Linked DNA regions of Oncorhynchus kisutch: region 2 is linked to region 1. A link is a contact called in public Hi-C data. All regions are on one chromosome and are shown on one strand. Each heading gives the region's core, a stretch centred on a gene start, on an enhancer-like site or on the middle of the called end of the contact. The rest is flanking DNA. Distances are from core to core; before and after follow the strand shown.

What was found. Hi-C and Micro-C count contacts between places; a contact is called where the count stands out from the background.
Region 2: a Hi-C map of liver shows a contact between it and region 1, with 16 times the contacts expected there. The contact joins the promoter of ppip5k2 here to the promoter of pam in region 1. A contact is called at or near these places in 2 of 2 Hi-C or Micro-C datasets (liver and muscle).

The regions. Positions count from the first base shown.
Region 1 is chrLG23:40,499,207-40,503,922 of Okis_V2, reverse strand. pam (peptidylglycine alpha-amidating monooxygenase) reads right to left here and starts at 2,508. Exons shown (of 27, transcript XM_031802865.1): 1 at 2,407-2,508.
Region 2 is chrLG23:40,643,530-40,648,245 of Okis_V2, reverse strand. It overlaps ppip5k2 (diphosphoinositol pentakisphosphate kinase 2), which reads right to left and starts at 2,527. Exons shown (of 31, transcript XM_031802889.1): 1 at 2,190-2,527.

The DNA.
Region 1 (4,716 bases), core at 1,259-3,758:
AAACTTTGCTTTTGCCAAAGAATCCTCCATTTGCAGAAATTATAGCCTTGTAGACCTTTAGTATTTTATTTCAATTTGTTGAGGTAATCTGAAGAGGTTTCACACCATACTTCCTGAAGCACCACCCACAAATTGGATTGGCTTGATAGGCACTTCTACGTACCATACGGTCAAGCTGCTCCCACAACAGCTCAATACGGTTGAGATCCGGTTACTGTGCTGGTCACTCCATTATAGACAGAATACCAGCTGACTGCTTCTTCCCTAAATAGTTCTTGCATAGTTTGGAGCTGTGCTTTGGGTCATTGTCCTGTTGTAGGAGGAAATTGGCTCCAATTAAGCGCCGTCCACAGGGTATGGCATGGCGTTGCAAAATGGAGTGATAGCCTTCCTTCTTCAAGATCCCTTTACATCCTGTACAAATATCTAACTTTACCACCACCAAAGCATCCCCAGACCATCACAATGCCTCCACCATTCTTGATAGATGGCGTCAAGAACTCCTCCAGCATCTTTCCATTTGTTTCTGCGTCTCACAAAATGTTCTTCTTTGTGATCTGAACACCTCAAACTTAGATTTGTCTGTCCATAACACTTTTTTCCCATCTTCCTCTGTCCAGTGTGTGTGTTATTTTGCCCATCTTAATCTTTTATATTTATTGGCCAGTCTGAGATACGGCTTTTGCTTTGCAACTCTGCCTAGAGGGCGGCAGGTAGCCTAGTGGTTAGAGTGTTGGGACTAGTAACCGAAAGGTTGCTAGATTGAATCCCCGAGCTGACAAGGTAAAAATCTGTTGTTCTGACCATGAACAAAGCAGTTAACCCACTGTTCCTAGGCTGTCCTTGTAAATAAGAATTTGTTTTTAACTGACTTGCCTAGTTAAAAAAAATAAAAATAGAAGTCCAGCATCCCGGAGTCACCTCTTCACTGTTGACGTTGAAACTGGTGCTTTGCGGGTACTTTAATAAAGATGCCAGTTAAGGCCATCGGTTTCTCTTGCTCAGTTGTGCACCGGGGCCTCCCACTCATCTTTCTATTCTGGTCAGAGCCAGTTTGCGTTGTTCTATGAAGGGAGTAGTACACAGTGTTGTACGAGATCTTCAGTTTCTTGGCAATTTCTTGCATGGAATAGCCTTCATTTCTCAGAACATGAATAGACTGATCTTTGTTTATGGCCATTTTGAGCCTGTAATCAAACCCACAAATGCTGATGCTCCAGATACTCAACTAGTCTAAAGAAGGCCAGTTTTATTGCTTCTTTAATCAGGACAGTTTTCAGCTGTGCTAACATAATTGCAAAATTGTTTTCTCATGACCAAGTAGCCTTTTAAAATGCTAAACTTGGATTAGCAAACACAATGTGCCATTGGAACACAGGAGTGATGGTTGCTGATAACGGGCCTCTGTAGATATTCCATTTTAAAAAATCAGTCATCTCCAACTATAATAGTCTTTCACAACATTAACAATGCCCACACTGGATTTCTGATCAATTTGGTGTTATTTTAAAGGACAAAAAAATAGCTTTTCTTTTTTTTTTTAAACAAGGACATTTCTAAGTGACCCCAAACTTTTGAACGGCAGTGTACATGTAGGTAGTTATTAAAGTGACTATGCATAGATAATAACAGAGAGTAGCAGCAGCGTAAAAAAAATATGTTCAGAGTCAGACAAATAAAGCATGGGTACGTACATGTTGTTAACTAAGCACTTTATAGTACAATAATATACTCTCGCATCCTTGTGTGAGTGTCTTCAACGCAGACCTTCTAGAGACATTCTGGTATTTTATTATTCTAAATGTGCAAGCAAGAAGATAACTCACTCACTCACTCACTCACTGACTGACGGACCTCATCAATGCCCAACCACCAGCAACAGATGTCACCCTGCTAGTCTGAAACACTAACCCAAGGAAAAGCCAATATACAAGCTAAATAGATAGATAGAGAAGCCATTGCTTATTGAACTTCGTCAATCTAGCTAACTTTGGCTAATAACCGGCTGCTAGCTACTTTACTAGTGTGTGCTAGCCAAATTACTTAACAACAACATGCAAAAACACAAGCAGTGTATGTAGTTCGCTAGCTAGATAGACAGATGCCTAGAATATTTACTTTACATTTTAAAATGTTACCTTAATGATGGTTGACTACAGCTAGCTGTACCTTCGAGACAAGTAACTTTAGCTAGCTAACATTAGGTATCTAGCTAACTAGCTAATTATAACGTGTAAACTTTTTCTGACAATCTTTGACGACGTGAGTGAGAACATGTCGAAACTCAACTTTTGTATCTACTTTTGTATCTATCAAATACGTGTTTTTTCCACATCTGACACACATTCCATAATTAAATATTAATCTGCCATGACATTGTAAACAATATTTGAAATTACATTTTACCTGTAAACATCACATTCTAGTCCCCCGGTAAACAACGTTCAGTCTGTCACGTATTTCCACGACCACACCAGCAGTATGCAGTAGACCAAAGCAATCGTTGTAAAATAGATCGATGTGAAGTAACTGTACATCGAGTTGGGAATGGAATTGTAGAGTGCGATAGGACGCACATCTGCAAAATGATAAAATCACAGCTGTGCCTCACAATATAACCCTTGTAACGTTTTACTGCAATTTATTTTCATAATCAACTTGTCCATTTTTTTCCCCACAGATGTCTGTTGTTGTTTTTTGTTCTCCCAAAATTGATTAGTAGGCCTAGTCTATCATTAAACCAAAGACACTGGTAACTGTTGCTTCTTCTGTGTGTGATCGAACATTATATACATGTTCATGATTTGAACCCAAAGTCTACTCCACAATTATGACAGCAGAATTTTCAAAATGATTTCAAAATGGATCACTATCAATATAGTGGATTTCAAGTTATGGATTTCAAGTTCTGCTTCTTTCAGTAACAGGTCTCTCATATTTTACATAAACCACATGTCCACCCGCTCTTCAAATGCCTTGTGTGTTTTGAAGCATATCCCAGTGGATTTTCTATGAAAATCCTGTTGTCAGGATTGTCTGGGAGAGTTGTGCTCAGGGAGACCTTGTCTTAACAATAGAAACAGCATGCACTGAGTGACAGTAGAGGGGATAAACAGAGGACTAAAGAGACTGTGTGCAGACAAAGGTCTGCAGGGTGACAGGCCATCAGTTGGACCTTATTCACCTGTGTGCTTTCCATTTGCAAGTAGAAGTGAAATCTCATGGGATATTGTATGAAACTTTGGGTAGGTTTTGTATGAAACTTTATTGGACATTGAATACTTTAAAACTATTGATGCTCTACTTAAGATTAAAAAAAACAACTACTTGAGTTAAAAACCAACAAATACAGTGAGGCGAAAATTGAGACTTTATCAGTATGTCATTTTTGTATTATTATTTATCCATAACCAGAATATACTTTTACGTCAGAAAGAAAAAAAGTCACATACTTTATCGCGCCGATGTAATGCATGTATTAATGAATTGACTAAAGTTTCAACAGCCAGCTGCATTCCTTACAATTTTTTTGTCCGAAATTCTGATCATGATTTCGGACAACAGGGCTGGAGTGATATGTTTCCTGGCCCGCTCTTGTTCTCTGGTGGATTAGTAGTGGTCTTGGCTGTAGTCTTTGAAAGCTCAAGGACAAAATTGCCCAGGTCAGTAAGAAGCCCCCCCTGCAGGGATGGGTTGCTGGCCCATTGTTTGGACACCGTAAGGTGTCCTGGACAGCCTCGAGATCTGGAGGCTTGATCTTGATGACCGTCAACAGAACAATGAAGCACCAAAAAAATGTAAATGGTCTGGAAATGACGGAAGAAGCAATGAGATCATACAGAAAAAACAATAACCACACTCTGGAGAGTTCAGTGAGTCTTGTTTACTGCAAGACCGTTGTTGTAATGTGATGTTACGAGAACCTGTAGAGTTTAAGTGATGGCTGTCTCTGTGACATCATAAACAGATCATGGATCAATGCAATTACCTGTAGCCTATATATTATTTGTATACCATTTTGGTTACAAGACATCGTCACAAACTAGTTTTACAGAATATGGAGCCCTAATTGCCAAAAAGAAAAAGCTTATTGGGCTTCAGTGGCAGAAACACACGTTCACTAAACTGTGTGCAATGCTCACCCAGCAATGACTTTTGTATGACAGGTAGGAAACTTTTATGCAATTGATGTATGCGTGCATTCGTGCAGGTAAACAAGAGATGGCCTCAACATCAACACAATTATGAGTAGTTATGGGGCTGTATTCACAAAGTGTCTCAGAGTTGGAGTGCTTATTTATGATCAGGTTCCCCTTGTCCATATAATCTTACCAGTATTCATTATGTGTAAAGGCAAAACTGATCCTAGGTCAGCACTTCTGAGACACCTGAAACATACAACCCCTGATGGATAATGATTACTATCAGTGCCCTGAAAATATTGATCCCTAGTCAAATGGACCAAGATCCCCTAGTAGACAACTGTATACCATGGAGTTATTGAACTACCACTCCACTGGTTCTGACTGGGGCAGTTCTCTAATCATTTATTCTACTTTTATAGCTCTATACATTACATAAAGAATTTCAAAGCACTTTAAAGCAACAACAACAACAAAATATTTAGAAAAACAACACAATTTATGAGATTTTAGAGGGCCAAGTCATTTTAAATCTACCAATCTTTGTTCCTATAGCTTGACACAAATGCATAAA
Region 2 (4,716 bases), core at 1,278-3,777, 140 kb before region 1:
CTAGATCTGTGTTAGCAGCAGAATTGTCTGTATAATACATTATCATCCTAACTATTCATGCCATAGGCCTTTTTTACATTTTTATATTACTCATGAAAAAAAACTAATGGATTTCTGGAGTGAAATACACCTGGAGTCGTTGTAGCTCTACAAATGCCCACAAGAACTGAGCCAATTCAACCACCATAAATATTCCAGGCTGTTGACAGCTCTGGGAAAACTATGCCCTTTCAAGATCTGCTCTTTTGAAGAACTAAAAGGTAGCCAACTATGAACGGGTGCAACAGACACTGTGTGCACGCTCATTTTACCCTGAATAATGTTTCCAATCGGTTTTACTCATTTCATATTTATACACTGTATTCTACTGTATTTTATTCAATGCCACTCAGACATTGCTCATCCTAATATTTAGATATTCCTTAATTCCATTTCTTTTTTATTTAGATGTGTGTATTGTGTATTGTTAGATATCACTGCACTGTTGGAGTTAGCACCACAAGCATTTCGCAACAACCGCAATAACATCTGCTAAATATGTGTATGTGACCAATAACAATTGATTTTATTTGAATACAGCCAATAGCATAGAAAGACAACCTAGTGAATTGCATAGGCCTACAGCTGAACTGGGACACAAGTGAACCAGGATTAATGCAGAAGTAAGTGGCCACTCACCTGAAGTGAAAGGGCCCATGTAAGATTTATAACAGAAGAGTATGGACACACTTTCCAAAGGTTGAACACTAGCCAAAAATAGCCTTGTTCAATAACAGTAATGTGTATTATGTTGTTCTAGCACCATCAACCAATTATATCTGTTTTTCTTCCGAATGTTTCCACATCGATATTAGGCCTAGCTGATATCCTTTCACGTGACTAGGAAGTAGCCTACTCTGAGCTGTCATCTAGAAAGGACATATATTTTATCAGTGACTTTCAACACAAATGAACACAGGCTAGAAAGCTCAAATATAGAGCATTTTGCTGAAAATATGCATTCAGCAGCATTCTCCCTATTTTGCTTGACAGAGATAAGACTACACCGTTTCGCTGACATCAAATCAAATTGTATTCGTCACATGCGCGGAATACAACAGGTGTAGTAGACCTTACAGTGAAACGCTTACTTACAAGACCTTAACCAACAATGCAAGTAAAGGAAAAAATAAGTGTTAAAGTATTTACTAAAAGAAAGTGGGGAAAAAATTATTTAAAAAGAGCAACAATAAAATAACAGTATCACACGCAAATGTCAGTTACTACTTCACCTCGTCGTCGGGCTTTGGTCAGAAGTAGTGTATAGGGCTATTTGTGACACACTGTTTATCTGCCTGGGCACGCACACACACCACCATGCAACCTTCCATCACCCTCAGACTGGACATCTGTCATGGGAACAAAATGTCAGTCACAGCACGACCAGGATGCTACAATCAGCCCAGGATAGTCAGATGATGCCCAATCCAAAACAAGTCCAACCTTGAAATGCAAGGGCAAGGTCTCCAGGTTGGATTGTAGCTACTGATTTTTGTTTTTTTCCTTTCTGTGTGGACCACACACACACATATATACTAGGCTAGACTGCAATGGGGTTCAAGGAAGATGTATTGAATAGACTTCTGATAGTGAACCAGTTCTCTGACTGTGTCCTGGAAACGTATTCTGATCAGGATTATTAGTATGTGAATAGAAAGAGTAACATTGGGTCTGATACTTGCCATTAGTAAACTAGCTTCTACAACATGTAAATGATGACAAGCTGACACAGACAGTGAAATAATTATTAACGACGTTACAATCAACATTCACTCGGGCAAATCACATCAACGTTGGGGTTGGATGACATACTTATGTAAATCTTCTTAGGGCTAGCTAGCTAGCATTTTTTCAGTTGAATGGGGAATTCAAAAATCTTTTCATCCGATAAAATGACTGAATGACTCATCGGTCTTCCTCCATCCAGACAGGTACAACATCACCTCGCTGTTAGCCTAGTCCATGGCTAACGGCGTTAGCTACCTAGCACAGTTAGCTTGTACTTCCTGACAAATGTCTAGCGACTTGTTAACATTGGCCAGGCACGCTTGCCTCCCCTTCTTATGTTAAGCTTAGTGAACTTAAATGTACAATTTGTGTTGTTGTTTTTTTAACTTAACGCAATTTTTTTTTTTTTAAATGTCTCTTACCTTATCTAATATGAAACGCCCTTAGTCGAGTCTGTATGCCTTCAAAGTAAGTTAGTCCTGCTTGGCTTCTGACAACACGGACAGCTTAGCTAGCTAGCCTGCCAACTACACAGTAGTACACCTTGCTGAATGTGTGTGCAATGAAAAAATGTTGTTGCTAGTTTGCAGCCAACATTGTCCCGACACTGTTACTAGCAGTGATGCTGATTTATCTACCTTATTCCAAGTGTGTTTTGCAGTTTTACTCTACCAATTATGCATGGGGATTTTCATCTTGCGCTATCACAGCTATCATTAAAAATCTCAAAATACCAGGGGCGTATTCATTACTAGCGGACAAAACTCCACTCCGTGGTGGCTAATTCATTACGGAAACCGTTTACCGTTTAAGAACCAAAAGTAAGCAAACAGAGCAAAACGAGAGTTTCTATTGGACTAATTCAGGTAGGTCCCGCCCACATTTCGTTCAGTGTGTTTCCGTTTAAGAAACGTTTTCCAACACAATTGTCGTAATGAATCCACCCCAATAACCAAAAAACGTAATTTGTATGTCGTCACTAAGGGGCGGGAAAAGAGACATAATTCCTCCAAAGCCTCAAAAACACAAGTATGGGTAGAAGCAAACTTGGAAAACAAGAAGCAGAGTATACAGGAACTTCTTTGGTGAAAGTATTGATTCCACCGTCTCAAGCTCAAATCTTTCACAATAGCCTATTGCTATTGTGCCCTTGAGCAAGGCACCCCACTGTTCTACATGGCTGTGTTTAGGCAGGCAGCCTACTTCTGATATTTTTTTCTCACTAATTGGTATTTTGGCCAATCCAATCTGGTGTGGGTTTGCCTGTCTAAACGCACTCTATGCCGGGGAGCCACACTGTTGCTGACAATGAGCTTCCAAACCCCTCAGTTGTGTGTGTGTGTGTGTGTGTGTGTGTGTGTGTGTGTGTGTGTGTGTGTGTTTTGGGGGTTGGGTCAAAAAGGAAAATAATGTTCCCACTTTCTGACAGATCATGGACAATAAAAGGTTTCTTCTTCTTCTAACACAAGGTTGGGCTCGATTCACAACGGAATTGAGAATGCCTCATAAATTCAAATTCAAGTCTTGCATTTTAATTGAATTTGAATTGAAGTAGTGAAAATGATACAGAATTACAATTTGAATTTGAATTTAATTTGATGCCTTTTTCTGTTCCACATTAGGTGTGGTCTATACAAATATACATCCTGTACATAAAACATCAAACATGTTGTTATATACATGCATATAAAATATTGTTGAAATTGATTTAGAGGACAAATTCTTAAAATAAATGATCAAGGAAAACAAACCTGTATGTGAATTTTCGAAGTTATTATATTTAGTTAATATTAAAATAAAAATGTTCAATATGGGGAAAATACTACATTTCCCAGAATGCAAAACTTACTGTTGTGGACTTTAGCAGAGCTTCCCTTCCTCTTTTTTTGCAGCCCTAGAGTCCTTTAAAATGTCTATCTGGTTTCTGAAAATGTCCTATCTGTTCTCTGATCATGTCCTACGGTTTCTGGACATTTATCAATGTTCAGGGAATTACCAGTACCCATTGAATTAGCGGGTAAAAAGTTTCAATTACTGTGGCTATGTTGATTTCCAACTTTGTCTGCGTTTACAACTGCAGCCCAATTCAGATGTTTTACTGTTGCACAAATTGGTCTTTTGACCAATCACATCAGATTTTGTTTAACATCAGATCTATTTTTAGAGATGTTCTGATTGGTCAAAAGACCAATTAGTGAAGAAGAAAATATCTGAATTCTTCTGCCTGTGTAAACGCAGCCATTGTGCACTACTTTGACAAGAGATCTATGGGCCCAAGACATAAGAAGATCACCATAGGGAATAGGGTGCCAGACTGTCTTCTTGACCTTGTGTAGCTTAGCTCTAAGAGGGTCAAATAAGAGAGCGTAAGAGAGCAACATATATAGTTTGCCCTTGCTTTGGGATGGTCAATCATTAAACATAATGAATTCACAACTCGTTTTACAACACACTGTATAATCACAGATCATCGTAGTTGAGAATAGCAAAAAAAAGATTGAACTACAAATTCTATAATTTCTCCAGAACATATGACTGGGGTCAATGGATGCATCTCAATGGTGACTTCCTCTACTCACCTAATTTTCTTCATATGTGCTGATCTGGATGCCTATCAGGTGATCAGAAAATCTCTTCCTGCCTATCAGGTGATCAGAAAATCCTTTACTGCCTATCAGGTGATCAGAAAATACTTTCTGCCCATCAGGAATATCCAATAACTTTCTGAAAATTCCCAGGTTTTCCAAAAACCCTGGTTGTCTCCAAGTATTGTCCAACCAAAATTTCTGAAAAACAACCCTAAACTTTCACCTGTTCTGTTCACACTGAGTATACAAAAAATGAAGAACACCTTCTCTTTCCATGACATAGACTGACCAGGTGAATCCAGGTGAAAGCTATACCTTATTGACGTCACTTGTTAAATTCACTTCGATCAGTGTAGATGAA